Regions from separate parts of the Sus scrofa genome. Here region 1 is linked to region 2. The links are chromatin contacts, called in public HiChIP or PLAC-seq maps. All regions are on one chromosome and are shown on one strand. Each heading gives the region's core, a stretch centred on a gene start, on an enhancer-like site or on the middle of the called end of the contact. The rest is flanking DNA. Distances are from core to core; before and after follow the strand shown.

Evidence for each region. HiChIP or PLAC-seq counts read pairs in DNA pulled down with a chosen protein or histone mark.
Region 1: a contact with region 2 is called in an H3K27ac HiChIP or PLAC-seq map of skeletal muscle. The contact joins two enhancer-like sites. A contact is called at or near these places in 3 of 47 Hi-C or Micro-C datasets (embryonic fibroblasts, retroperitoneal adipose tissue and undifferentiated spermatogonia) and 2 of 2 datasets of contacts at active chromatin or transcription factors (alveolar macrophages and skeletal muscle).

What each region holds. Positions count from the first base shown.
Region 1 is chr6:36,328,413-36,334,617 of Sscrofa11.1, reverse strand. No RefSeq gene overlaps it. Among named protein-coding and RNA genes, the nearest start is that of SIAH1, 6.3 kb to the left of the region's middle. Within about 2 kb of position 4,212, at least 13 of the 83 cell types and tissues checked have an H3K27ac peak or open chromatin away from gene starts, as enhancers often do. A contact at or near this core is called in skeletal muscle, where this site is marked.
Region 2 is chr6:36,108,073-36,114,805 of Sscrofa11.1, reverse strand. No RefSeq gene overlaps it. Among named protein-coding and RNA genes, the nearest start is that of N4BP1, 11 kb to the left of the region's middle. Within about 2 kb of position 3,980, at least 47 of the 83 cell types and tissues checked have an H3K27ac peak or open chromatin away from gene starts, as enhancers often do. A contact at or near this core is called in skeletal muscle, where this site is marked.

The sequences.
Region 1 (6,205 bases), core at 2,963-5,462, 220 kb before region 2:
GTGAGGAGGTGGGTTCAATCCCTGGCCTTGCTTAATGGGTTAAGGATCCGGCATTGCCGTGAACTGTGGTATAGATGGCAGATGCGGCTGTGGCCGGCAGCTACAGCTTCAATTCAACCCCTAGCTGGGAACCTCCATATGCTGCAGGTGCGGCCCTAAAAAGACAAAAGACAAAGAAAAAAGGGAAAGAAAATGTCTATGTTGAGTACTTAGCACTCCTGTTCTGTGCTAAGCAGTACACTAAGCCCTTGGCAGAGAGGGACATGGCAATACACCACCGTGTCCCCATCCAGGACCAGCACAGTGCCGGGCACAAAGCCCTCAGAATTTTTGTGGAGCATGTGAGGAAATGTCCTAAAAACCTCTGGCTGTCCTTGAAGTCTGTTTATTTATTTATTTTTTTCACTGTCAGAAGACATTTGATCCTTCTTTCTTGGAAGAACTGGCATTTACTGAACTTTAACATGTGTCTAAATTTACAGATTACTTACTTGCCTCCTTGCTTTATTTATTTATTTACTTACTTATTTATATTGTCCACGCCTGCAGCATAGGTGGGCCAGGGATCAAACCAAACCATAGCAGTGACAGTGACAACATTGGAAACACTGGATACTTAAGCCACTCAGCCACCAGGAACTCCCAGTTTTACTTACTTTAAAATTAACACAATGAAGGGAGTATCATATGGAGGAGGAAACTGAAACTCAGAGAGAATAAGCAATTTTTCAAGGGCCCATAATAATAAATGGTAGAGTGAAAGCTGACAGCCAGGTCTGCCTGGCTTCAAAGCCTTTGCTCTTTGCTCTATGCCTGTGTGTTTCAACTCAAGTCCACTGATCTATATATATATTTTTTTTTTGTCTTTTTTTTTTTTTTTTTTTTTTTTTTTTAGGGCTGCACCCGCAGCATATGGAGGTTCCCAGGCTAGGGGTCGAATCGGAGCTGTAGCTGCTGGCCTACGTCACAGGCACAGGCACAGCAACTCGGGATTTGAGCTGCCTCTGTGACCTACACCACAGCTCACAGCAATGCCAGATCCTTAACCCACTGAGCGAGGCTAGGGATCGAACCCACAACCTCCTGGTTCCTAGTTGGATTGTTTCTGCTGCACCACAACAGGAACTCCAAATCCACTGATCTGTAAGCGATTACACACGAATTCTTCTCCAGAGCTCTCAAGTCTTCGATGACAATTTTTAAAAATTTTTTATTATAGTTGATTTACAATTTTCTATCAATTTCTGCCATACAGCAAAGTGACCCAGTCATACATATACATTCTTTTTCTGATGAGAATTTTAAATTCAAGATTTTCATTTTCATAGTTTTAGAAGAAGTAATAAAGTATATGTTACATTATCTGGACAACTACCTACAACTGTCTATATTCATTAAATTAAGATGTAAGAGGGGTTCCCGTCATGGCTCAGTGGCTAACAAATCCGACTAGGAACCATGAGGTTTCAGATTCAATCCCTGGCCTTGCTCAGTGGGTTAAGGATCCGGCATTGCTGTGAGCTGTGGTGTAGGTCGCAGACTCAGCTTGGATCCTGCATTGCTTTGGCTCTGGCATAGGCCGGCAGCTACAGCTCCGATTGGACCCCTAGCCTGGGAACCTCCATATGTGGCCCTAGAGAAGGCAAAAAGACCAAAAAAAAAAAATTAAGGTGTAAGATTAGGGTGTGAGGTTATTGCTGGAAGCACTAAGATTACAAAGGGCTGATAGGAGGGGTGATCCAGCTGAGGATAGGGTAGAGGAGAAAGGACTTTGATGCAAATTTTTTATTTCATTTATTTATTTTTGCTTTTTTAGAGCCACACCCATTGCGTATGGAGGTTCCCAGCCTAGGGGTCCAATCAGAGCTACAGCTGCCAGCCTGCACCACAGCCACAGCAACGCCGGATCCTTAACCCACTGAGCAAGGCTGGGGACTGAATCTGCATCCTCATGGATACTAGTCGGATTCATAATCCCGATGAGCCACAATGGAAACTCCCTCATTTGAATTATTTATTTATTATTTTTATTTTTATTTTTTGTCTTTTTGCCTTTTTCCAGGTCCATTCCCATGGCATATGGAGGTTCCCAGGCTAGGGGTCGAATTGGAGCTGTAGCTGCAGGCCTACACCACAGCTCACGGCAACGCTGGATCCTTAACCCACTGAGAAAGGGCAGGGATCGAACCGGCAACCTCATGGTTCCTAGTCGGATTCATTAACCACTGAGCCACAGGAACTCCTTGAATTCTATTTAATCACGTATACTACATTACTTTAAAATTTTTAAATAGGGGTAATAAAAACTCTTTACGGCTGAGACAAAGTTTTTGAATTCTAGGCTTGAATACTTAGTGACCCCCCAGGCAAGAAATCTAATCTTTTTGCCTCAATTTCCTCATCTGTAGTAACAGGCCTCTCTTTAGGTTGATTGTGAAAACTGAATGAGTTAATCCATGCAAAACATTCAGAACAAGGCCTGGCTTGAGTAGACAGGGAAAAAAAAAAAAAAAGCCAGAAGGAGGAAGGCTGGCAGATGGAGACTGCGGTAGGCAAGAATAATGCCACCCCCACAAAAGATCCATAACCCTGTCCTCCTCCCCCTCTGAAACTGTGAATAGGTTACCTTACCTTGGGAGGGGGACTTTGCAGATGTGATTAAGGGTCTGGAGAGAAGATTATCTTAGACGGTCTCGTCCCCCTCTGAAACTGTGAATAGGTTACCTTACCTTGGGAGGGGGACTTTGCAGATGTGATTAAGGGTCTGGAGAGAAGATTATCTTAGACGGTCTCGTCCTGGTGCTTCCAGTGTAATCACAGTCTTTGTAATGGAAAGAGGGAAGCAGAAAAGTCTAATAGGAGGAGACCTGAGAAAGGAAGCAGAGGTCAAGATGCTGCCAGGAAAAGAGCCAGGAGCCAGGAAATGCAGGCAGCCTCCAGAAAGCTGGAAAGGCAAGGAAACAGAGTCTCCTCCAGATCCTTCAAAGGAACTGGCCCTGCCAACACCTTGACTTTAGCCCAGGAAGACTGAGTTTAGACTTCTGACATCCGGGACTGTAGGAGAATACGTTTAGGTTGTTTTAAGCCATTATGTTTGTGGTGATTTGTTGCAGCAGCAATGAGAAACGGGCGCAGACACACAAGAAGTCGAAGTCCTCAATGGATGTGGATTGAGAGAGAAGTGAGGGTCCCCTGAGGACAAAACAAAAACCAAAGCATCCCTAGGCCAGTCTGCCAACTGGGTGAAGACAGAAGGATGTCTGCTTCCTTGGGTTAAGTTAGGATGGAAGAGGCCATCAAAGCACATTGAAATTTGTGTTTACAGACACACAGTCTCCCAGCCTTTGCATCCCTTACGCCTATTGAAAGAAAGCAAGTGCACGTCTGCTAATATTTTCGGGATACTCTCCCTGCTCATTTGAAGACGTGATTCCCAGTAACTGCCTCTTTTTTTTTTTTTGGCTATTCCTTGGGCCGCTCCTGCGGCATATGGAGGTTCCCAGGCTAGGGGTTGAATCGGAGCTGCAGCCACCGGCCTACGCCACAGCCACAGCAACTCGGGATCCGAGCTGCATCTGCAACCTACACCACAGCTCAGGGCAATGCTGGATCGTTAACCCACTGAGCAAGGGCAGGGATCGAACCCACAACCTCATGGTTCCTAGTCGGATTCATTAACCACTGTGCCACTCCAGTAACCACCTCTTTGATAGTCAATAAGCAGCAGCTTCTCACAGTTCATTCCTTAATCAACAGAAACACTAATTAACCCAGCTGACTTTCCTGCACATTTCTTTTCTTTCTCCTTCTTCCTTTCCTTTAAAAAAAAAAAAAAAAATGTAGCCCTTAAAACGAGCCTGAAAAAAAGCACTCAGGCTTACAACATCACAGCTTTAATGAGCCAAGAATTCTATTTTTCCCCTATTACACAGAACAATAATTCTTAACAGCTTAAATTTTCAAAGCACTTCACAAGCATTTAATTAATCCTCTCCACTGCCAGAGAGAAGGAAACTGATATTCATCGTATCTCATCCTGACACCCTTTAACTTGGCAACACTTCCGCTGCCTTCGAAAAAGCGTCTGTACCGCTAAGGTTATTTGGGCCGCCGTTGCCTTATGGGTCCTTTTTACCTAATGAAACCTACTCATCAGAGTGGTTTAAATTGCCGTCTCATGAGGCCTAGAGGGGGCGGCGGGGGTAGCTGTTTTGAGCCTGGAAGAGAAACAGCAGTGACTCCCTCAGAGAAACGACAAAGCTCGTCTGTACCGAACCTGTGAGATGGGGCTCGTGATCGAGGCCCATTGCCAGTTGCATCAGAGCCCGGATTGACTCCGCGGAACTGGGGCACGATGCGTATCGGGAGGCTCCGGGACAAGCCGCAATTGAATTGCCCTGTGCTCCTCGCTTAGCCTCTGGGATGCGTGGGAAGCTTGAGGAAGCCCTACTTTTCTCTATTCAGCCCTGCTTCCTGAAGGTTTCACTGATAGGGACCAGCCTGGCTACCTCGAAGATGGAAGAACCGGACTCCACCGGCTGTGCTCCAGGGATGTGGCCTTTCCCTCCCCAGCATCCCACCAGCCGTGCTCCATTTACCACTGGAGGAGGCAATCTCTTACGTCAGTTAAGCAGTGGCCAGGATTATGTCAACTCCCATTTGCCATTCAAGGAAACAAAATTTAAGAAATGCCTGATGGGAGGTCCCTGGTTCCTGTGCTGTCACTGCTGTGGCCTGGGTTCGATCCCTGGCTGGGGAACTCTCACATGCCCAATGTAACCAAAACCAAAACACAAAAAACAACCCCAAAATAAAACCAAAAAAATACATGGGAGTTCCTGGGCCAGGGATCAAATTCAAGCTTCCACCTATGCCGCAGCTGGGGCAATGCCAGATCCTTAACCCTTTGCCCAAGGCCTAAGGAGCAACCCACAGAGATAAGCCACATCATTAACTGGCTGCACCACGCTGGGAGCTCCTGAGAACCTTGGTTTTAAGTAAGATAAATAGCTAAATAACTATAATACAAGTATAATAGTGAAAGTGCCAGCAAGCTGTTATTGAGATAAGGCCATGAAGAGAAGGCACAGGGAAGGAAAAATGCTATTTGTCAGGGAGGGAGTTTTTTTTAACAGAAGCGGTAGCTAATGTGGCTCTTACAGGGTATGATTTGAACGAGCAGAATGGGAATGGGTGATATTATGATAAAATCAGAAATATATTTTTGGTCTTTGTTCCCGACAGAAGCTGCTGTTTTCCAGACCCTTCCATTTCTCACCCTGTGTTCCTCTCCACCTACCTGTTCCTTTTTTTTTTTTTTTTTTCTGTCTTCTGTCTTTTTTTTTTTAGGGCCCCACCCTCAATGTATGGAGGTTCCCAGGCTAGGGGTCAAATCAGAGCTGCAGCTTCCAGCTACGCCAGAGCCACAGCAACACTGGATCCTTAACCCACTGAGCAAGGCCAGGGATCGAACCCGCATCCTCATGGATACTAGTCGGTTTTGTCAAACACTGAGCCGCGATGGGAACGCCCCATCGAGCTGTTCTTTTGTAGCCTCATAATATCCATTACAGGGAGCTGGTAGGGGTAAATAAAGGCAACTTTCCTAAGTTCTGTGAGCCATTTTAACAGATCATCACATCAGAAAGGAAGAGGATTGTGGGATCCTCCAACTTTGTAGCCAAGTTGATAGACGTGTGGGTACTCGGAGAACACAGGGCTCAAGACCGGCCTCTGAGGTGAGGGCATTCTCATGGGACTGGGCCCTTCAACCTGCGGGGTGATGCAGGCTCCCTTTTTTGGCCACTCTGTGGCATATGGACAGGACAGGGTACCCATCTGGTCTGTGGAGAGTTGAACTGGTTGTTGGTGTGGGCAAATCCCACACTTTTGGCGTCAGAAATACTGGGGAGTAAAAATAACTCAGAGAGGATATTCCAGGTCAAAGGATGGGGGGACGTGTAGCGTGTCTGGGGAACCAGAAGCCTGGCCCGGCTGGGGCCTGGAGGAGATGCAGCTGGTCAGCTTGGTCGAACCAGATTGTAGCGCTTTATGGGCAATAAACATTTATTGATGTGTTGCTCCAACTTATTCTTGCATCACTGTCAGAATATTCTCCAGATCCATGTATTATCTGCTCTCTATATTATTTTTATTATTATTTGCTTTTTAGGGCCGCACCCATGGCATATGGAGGTTCCCAGGC
Region 2 (6,733 bases), core at 2,731-5,230:
TCAGAGCTGCAGCTGCCAGCCTACATCACAGCCACAGCCATGCAGGATCTGTGCTGCATCTGTGACCTCTGCCACAGCTTGTGGCAATGCCAGATCTTTAACCCACTCACGGACACCATGATGAGTCACAACGGGAACTCGACATTTAGTGATAACGGATCATGTGGACTAGAAGCTGTGGCTTTACTCATGAACTAGACGGAGTCCAGTGACTGGCATAGTTAGACCCCCTCAGGCCTTCTCTTCTTTCCGTCCCTCCAGTGCAGGTGGGGAAGCCCCTTTTCTGAGTGGAGAGCAGGCAAGAACTTGCTGTCTGAAGAAAGCCTGGCTCCCCCAGAGAAGGAGGCTGAGCTAAGCATCCCCCCACGGCTTCCCCAACCTCCTTTATCAGATGACTCAACCCTGCCTCGGAGAACAGGGGGCAATGGGTGGGGAGACAGGCTGAGAGAGAGGTGGTCTGGCTGGTCTCCCTCTGAGGTAGGAGGTAGATGGGCCCCTGGGCTGAGAACAGCTGGGACCCAATGGGCTGAGTAAATTGGGTCTTGCTCCCCTTTGACACGTCAAGGAAAAAGTTATTGGCAGGAGCTGAGCTCTGCCGGAGTAGAAAGATAAAATGATCACTTCAGGAGTTCCTGTCATGGCTCCGTGGAGACGAATCTCACGAGCATCCATGAGGACGCAGGTTTGATCCCAGGCCTTGCTCAGTGGGTTGAGGATCCGGCGTTGCCGTGAGCTGTGTGGTGTAGGTCACAGATGCGGCTTGGATCCTGAGTTGCTGTGGCTGTGGTGTAGGCCAGTGGCTACAGCTCTGATTCAACCCCTAGCCTGGGAACCTCCATATGCTGTGGGTGCAGCCCTCGAAAGACAAAAAACAAACACCTGTTGTCACAGTCTTTGCTTCCTTGAAACTTTCTGGATTTCAGCAGGGGGCAAGAATCAGGGCAACTCTGTTTTTAGCCTCTGGTCAGTCTAGTGCCAGGATTCCTGGTTTTCAACCAGGCTGTCCAGGTTAAGTTCCTGAGCAGAAAATCAAGATCTTGCTTCAAGCCATTGCTCATTGCTGTCTCTCAGAGATCACCTGCAACGGAAAGATGAAGAATAGAGAAAAAGCGCATCCCCACCGCAATGAGGATTCTGCAAAGGAAAAGCTGTGTTTATGCCACTTTACAAACAGCTGGCCAGGGACGGCCCCTCTGAGGGGCTGACGTGTGAGCAGAGATCTGGATGGGGAGGTGGGGGGACATGTAGAGAAGAGCTTCGGGGCAGAGAGCGTGGTTAGTGTGTTTGCAGAGCCCCGAGGAGGCCCATGTGCCTGGAGCTGGAGCTGGAGCTGGGGGGTGAGGAGAGGCGAAGGGGGGTTTTGAGGTTGAGAGGAGGGCAGGAGCCAGAGCCAGGGGGCCTGATGGACCTGGGAAAGACGTCAGACTTTATTTTACATAGACGGGGAGTTATCAGAAGGTGGTAAGGTCCCCAAATCCCAGAGGCAAGGGCTTGGGCTTCAGCATCCTGGTAGTCTGGTTTCCTGTTTGTGGAGAGGGCGTGGTTGAGTCTGGGTGGAGGGGCGGGGTGGGGGGGCGCGGCGGTGGCTCATGTGACAGATGAGTTTGTGGAGCTGGAGGGGAGACCAGCTCAGCCTCACGCACTGCAGTCGGGTCTGGGCACCTGGCTGCGCACAGCCGCCTTCAAAACAAAACAGCCCAAGGACAGGCATCGGCTTGGTGGGACCTCTGGGCTGAGTCACGTGGGCGGTGGAGTTTTAGACAACAAGCTTCACCGGAGTGTCTACAAGGCTCCGAGCATTCTCTAGACACGGGGTGGGAGAGAGGACAGCGATGGCTAAGGTGAGCTCTGCTTGTCTTCCTGGAGGAGAAGGAAGTTGTGATGTCTTCAGAGTGAAAGAGAGGAGCTGTCACCACCACAGGGAGAGCTGAGGGGCACTGAGAAGGCGCAGAGACCGCACTCGAGAAGGGGATTGGCTGAAGGTGCTGTGGCCGGAAGATATGCTATACAAGCTGTATAAACATCTGTGTATGTTATATGCACCGCTTTTGCAAATACTCCTTTCATGCTTAACCCTATGTGAGAAGCTGGGCTATGCACACAGCACTTCCAACAGAAAGTCTTCTGCAGGAGTTCCAATCGTGACTCAGTGGAAATGAATCTGACTAGTATCCATGAGAACGTGGGTTTGACCCCTAGCCTTGCTCAGTGGGTTATGGATCCGGTGTTGCCATGAGCTGTGGTCTAGGTTGCAGAAGCAGCTCGGATCCCGAGTTCTGATGGCTGTGGTGTAGGCGGGCAGCTGTAGCTCAGATTCGACCCCTAGCCTGGGAACCTCCATATGCTGTGGGTGTGACCCTAAAAAGACCAAGAAAAAAAGAGAGAGAGAGAGAGAGAGAGAGAGAGAGAGAGAGAGAGAGAGGAAACGTCTCCTGCAAATGATTGATGGGTTGACTCTACACAAACAATCCTGCTGAGCCCCCACAAACAACCCTGGGAGGTAGGCATCCTGCTCACTTTACAGATGAGGAAGCTGAAACTTAAGGAGGTTGAGGAACTTGTCAGAAGTCTCTACCATAAGGAAGAGGCAGGGTAGAGCTGGCTGGCACAGAGATCTGCAAAATCGAAGACTTCTCCGCAGAAGCAGAAGGGTGGAGGCCTGCTGTGGGGCCCCTCCAGCACCGGCTGGCTGAGGTCTGAGGACCTGCGCACCCTGAGATGCTATCTTGCTTTCAGGGCCGGGCAGGCTCACAGGAAGCCAGGTCTCCACCCTGTTCCTCCAGCTTCCAGAGTAAAAAATAACTTGGGCAGTTTCCGGAAGCATATGCATACTGCAGGAAGGACGTGGGATAGCAGTCAAGGTTCCCTTTGTTCTCTAAGGGGGCAAAACGCATAGCCAGCTCTCCCCAGCTCCCCTCCCCACTCTCCCATCCCCACCTCTCGCCTCCTCTCATTCTGAATTCCTGGGAGAGAATTTCCTTTGTGGCTCAGCAGTTAACGAACCCGACTAGTATCTGTGAAGATGTGGGTTCGATCCCTGGCCTTGCTCAGTGGGTTAAGGATCTGGCTTTGCTGTGAGCTGTGGTGTAGGTCGCAGACTCGGCTTGGATCCCACACTGCTGTGCCTGTGGTGTAGGCGGCCGTTGTAGCTCCGATTTGACCCCTAACCTGGGAACTTCCATATGCCGAGGGTGCGGTCCTAAAAAGCAAAGCAAAGCAAAACAAAACAAAACACAGAACTCCTGGGAGAGCTTGTACTGGAATCCCAGAGTTTTTCCTAAGTGTGGAAAGCACACCACTGACGGGATGGCAAACGATATTCATTGGGAAACAGCCAGGCTTTTAAGGAATTGTAATTGTAATGTGTTTATTTTCACGGTTCTGTTTTTGGCAAGAAATACCAGACTCCCAATCATTGTGGCAATAAAATGCTTCCCTTTTAATTGTATTTGACTTTTAAAAATGAGTTGATTTTAAGAAAAATGTTAACCGAGTAGTAACTCGGGTAGGGTGGAGATCTGGCCAGAGAAGAGGGATGAAAAGGACCCAAGTGCAGGAAATACTCAGCTCTGAACCCAGGACATCATCCTGGATGCAGGGATGGGCTCATAGCAGCAAATCTTTTTGGAAGAGCCACGTATGGGTCAAAGGGCAGCCCAGGCACCGGCAGGACAGAAGTCTTGACTCTGCCTTTCTCCGTGGGGGCCTGCATGAGCCTCCCGGCTCCCAGCCGAGTTCCCCTTTTCTGCAATGAGGAGGTTCCGGGCCCTTCCAGCCGACGACGCATTCTCATTCTTTCACTCTCCTGCCAGCCAGAGCTTAGACCAGGAGACGGTGTAACAGGAAACGATTTCACAAGCACAAGTCGCCTCGCTATCAAATATTTATCGCGCCCCTCCGCGCACGGGGTACCTCTACTCTCTCTAGGAAAGTCTTTTTATAAGCAAGGCTTTCTTGATCCAGCCTCCACAGCCCAGGGCGCCACCTGCTGTCCCCACGGCGCCAGTGCAGCCTCCGATTTTCGAGCCCCCTTCCCCGGGAGGGACAGGGAGAATCCCTGGGAAATCCGGGGACGCCGATCTTTTGGGAGGAGGTAGCGAGGCCAAAAGGGGATGCAAAGTAAATGGATCTCGGTGATGGGCAGAAAAGCCTCCCACGGATTGGAAGGGACCTCGGAGGGAACCGAAGGAAAGTGGTCAGCCGCAGCGCTGGCGTCCCGCCGTGCTTTTCTCTGACAAAAACGCTCACAACTGGCAGCTCCAGGCAACCAAGGGGACTGGATCTGCTCCCCAGCACAGCCCAGAGTGTGGAGAGAGCAACTTGGGAGCTGCATCAGAAGCTCAATAAATGGATGACGAAGCTCAGTAATTGGGACACTGCACTCTCTTTTTGCTGCTTTAAGTGGAGAGAGAGGCTATACAAGATTCAAGGTACAGAAAGGGCAATCCCCGGCCCCGTCCTCCCAACACACACAAGGAAATAGCTCCCTCAAGCTCTCTTAGCAGCCTCAGCGAGGCCTCCTCTGCTTCCAGAATGACATCTGCAGGTCAGTCGGCCTACCAACCCCCACCCCCAGAGCACCAAGCCCGCCCCCTAGTGGAAGCTAGAGCAAATGTCTCCAAATCTCCTTAAGTTTTGCAGCTGAAGGGTGGGGTGCAGTGTAGGAGCACAGACTCCCGGCCAAACGTGTTCTATCGCTTTGGTCTGGGTTGGCGGGGGCAGGGCGGGATGCATTAGAATAGGAGTGCTGTGGTCTTACCAGTAGGTTCTGGGGCGGTGGGTTTGGGGTGGGGTCCAGGAAGGCACCCTCCAATGACTCTGGCCCTCCAAAGGTGGCACACCACTGCACTGGCCAAAGGCCCTCCTTTCTCCAGGATTCTTCCAGATGCGGTGAAAAAAGACCCGTGATTGCGGGAACTTACTTTGGGAGACCTACTACCCCTGGGGCTTTATAAGAATTCTCATTCAGTGCTCACCACTGCCCTTTGAGTGGCGCCATCTCTCTGGGGAAGGGTTTTAAAGAAAGGGGAGACTAAGGCTTAGAGGATTCCTTCGCTTGCCCCAGACTCGTAAATGGCAGGGACCAGGTTGGAATTCAGCGCATTCTGATTTCCAAGCACATGTACTTTTTTTCCTATTTCCGTGACAGTGATTCTCTTGATTTATCTTATTTGGGCCTAATGATTTTAAAGTTGATTTTCAAAATAGGTGGTACAGGAATGTGGCTCAAAAATATCTAAAAAAGTGATGAAACATACTTAGTACCATTGCACAGCAATATGACTACATGTAACCCTCCTGACCCGCTGCACTGGAAAATTTAAAGATGGTGATTTTTGCTATGGTTTTTTAATCACATTAAAAAAAAAAAAAAAAGGCATTCAGGGAGTTCCTGTTGTGGCTCAGCAGTAATGAACCTGACTAGTATCCATGAGGCTGCAGGTTCCATCCCTGGCCTCTCTCAGTGGGTTAAGGATCTGGGGCATTGCCGAGAGCTGTGAGCTGTGGTGTAGGTTGCATGTTGCTGTGGCTATGCCCTAGGTTGGCAGCTGTAGCTCTGATTCGACCCCTAACCTAGGAATTTCCACATGCAGCAGGTGCAGCCCGAAAAGAAAAGGAAAGAAAAGAAAAAGGCATTCAGAGGAAGGATTCCCTCTTGCCTTTGTACCCTGTCTGTCTCGTGACCCCTCACCATGGGTAACCATTGTCATTAGTTTTATATGGATCTTTCACTTTTACTTGTTTATTTATGGCAGCACCCAAGGCATGTGGAAGTTCCCAGGCCAGGGACTGAACCTGTGCCACAGCAGTTGGATCTTTAACCTCTATGTCACCAGGGAACTCCTGGACCTTTCGTTTTTAAAAAGTACACACAGTAAATACGAATACATCTCCCCCCTCCCCTTTTGCATAAATCGGCATCTTATAACTGTATAGGATATCTTGGAGATATTTCTTTTTTTTTTAATGGAAGTTCCTGGGCTAGGGGTTGGATTGGAGCTGCAGCTGCCAACCTTTGCCCGAGCAACGCAACGCAGGATCTACAATGCAGCTTGCAGCAATATGGGATCCTTAACCCACTGAGCATGGCCAAGGATCGAACTCGCATCCTCATGGACACTATATCTGGTTTTTACCCTCTGAGCAAATTAATTTTTGAAATTAATTAAAATTTTAAAATTGAGATGTAATCAACATACAACATTATATGAGTTCCAGGTGTACAACGTAATGATTCAATAACTGTATACATTGTGACACAATCTCCCTAATAAGTCTTAGTTAACATCCATCATCTTTCATGGTTACAGAAATTTTTTTCTTTTTGTCTTTTTAGGGCCGTTCCAGGAGCATATGGACGTTCCCAGGCTAGGGGTTGACTCTTAGCTGTAGCTGCTGGCCTGTGCCACAGCCTACAACAATGTGGGATCCGAGAGGTGTCTGTAACCTGCACTACAGCCACAGCCACGCCAGATCCTTAACCCACTGAGCGTGGCCAGGGATCGAACCTGTGTCCTCATGGATTCTAATTGTGTTCATTACTACTGACTGAGCCACAATGGGAACTCCTTTTTTTTTCCTCTTGTGACAAGAATCTTTAATATCTACTCTCTTAGCAACTTTCAAATATGCAGTACAGTATTATCAACTATAGTCGCCCTGTTGTATGTTACATCTCCAGACATCTATTTTATAACTGGAAGTTTGTACCTTTTGACTCTCTTCACCCATA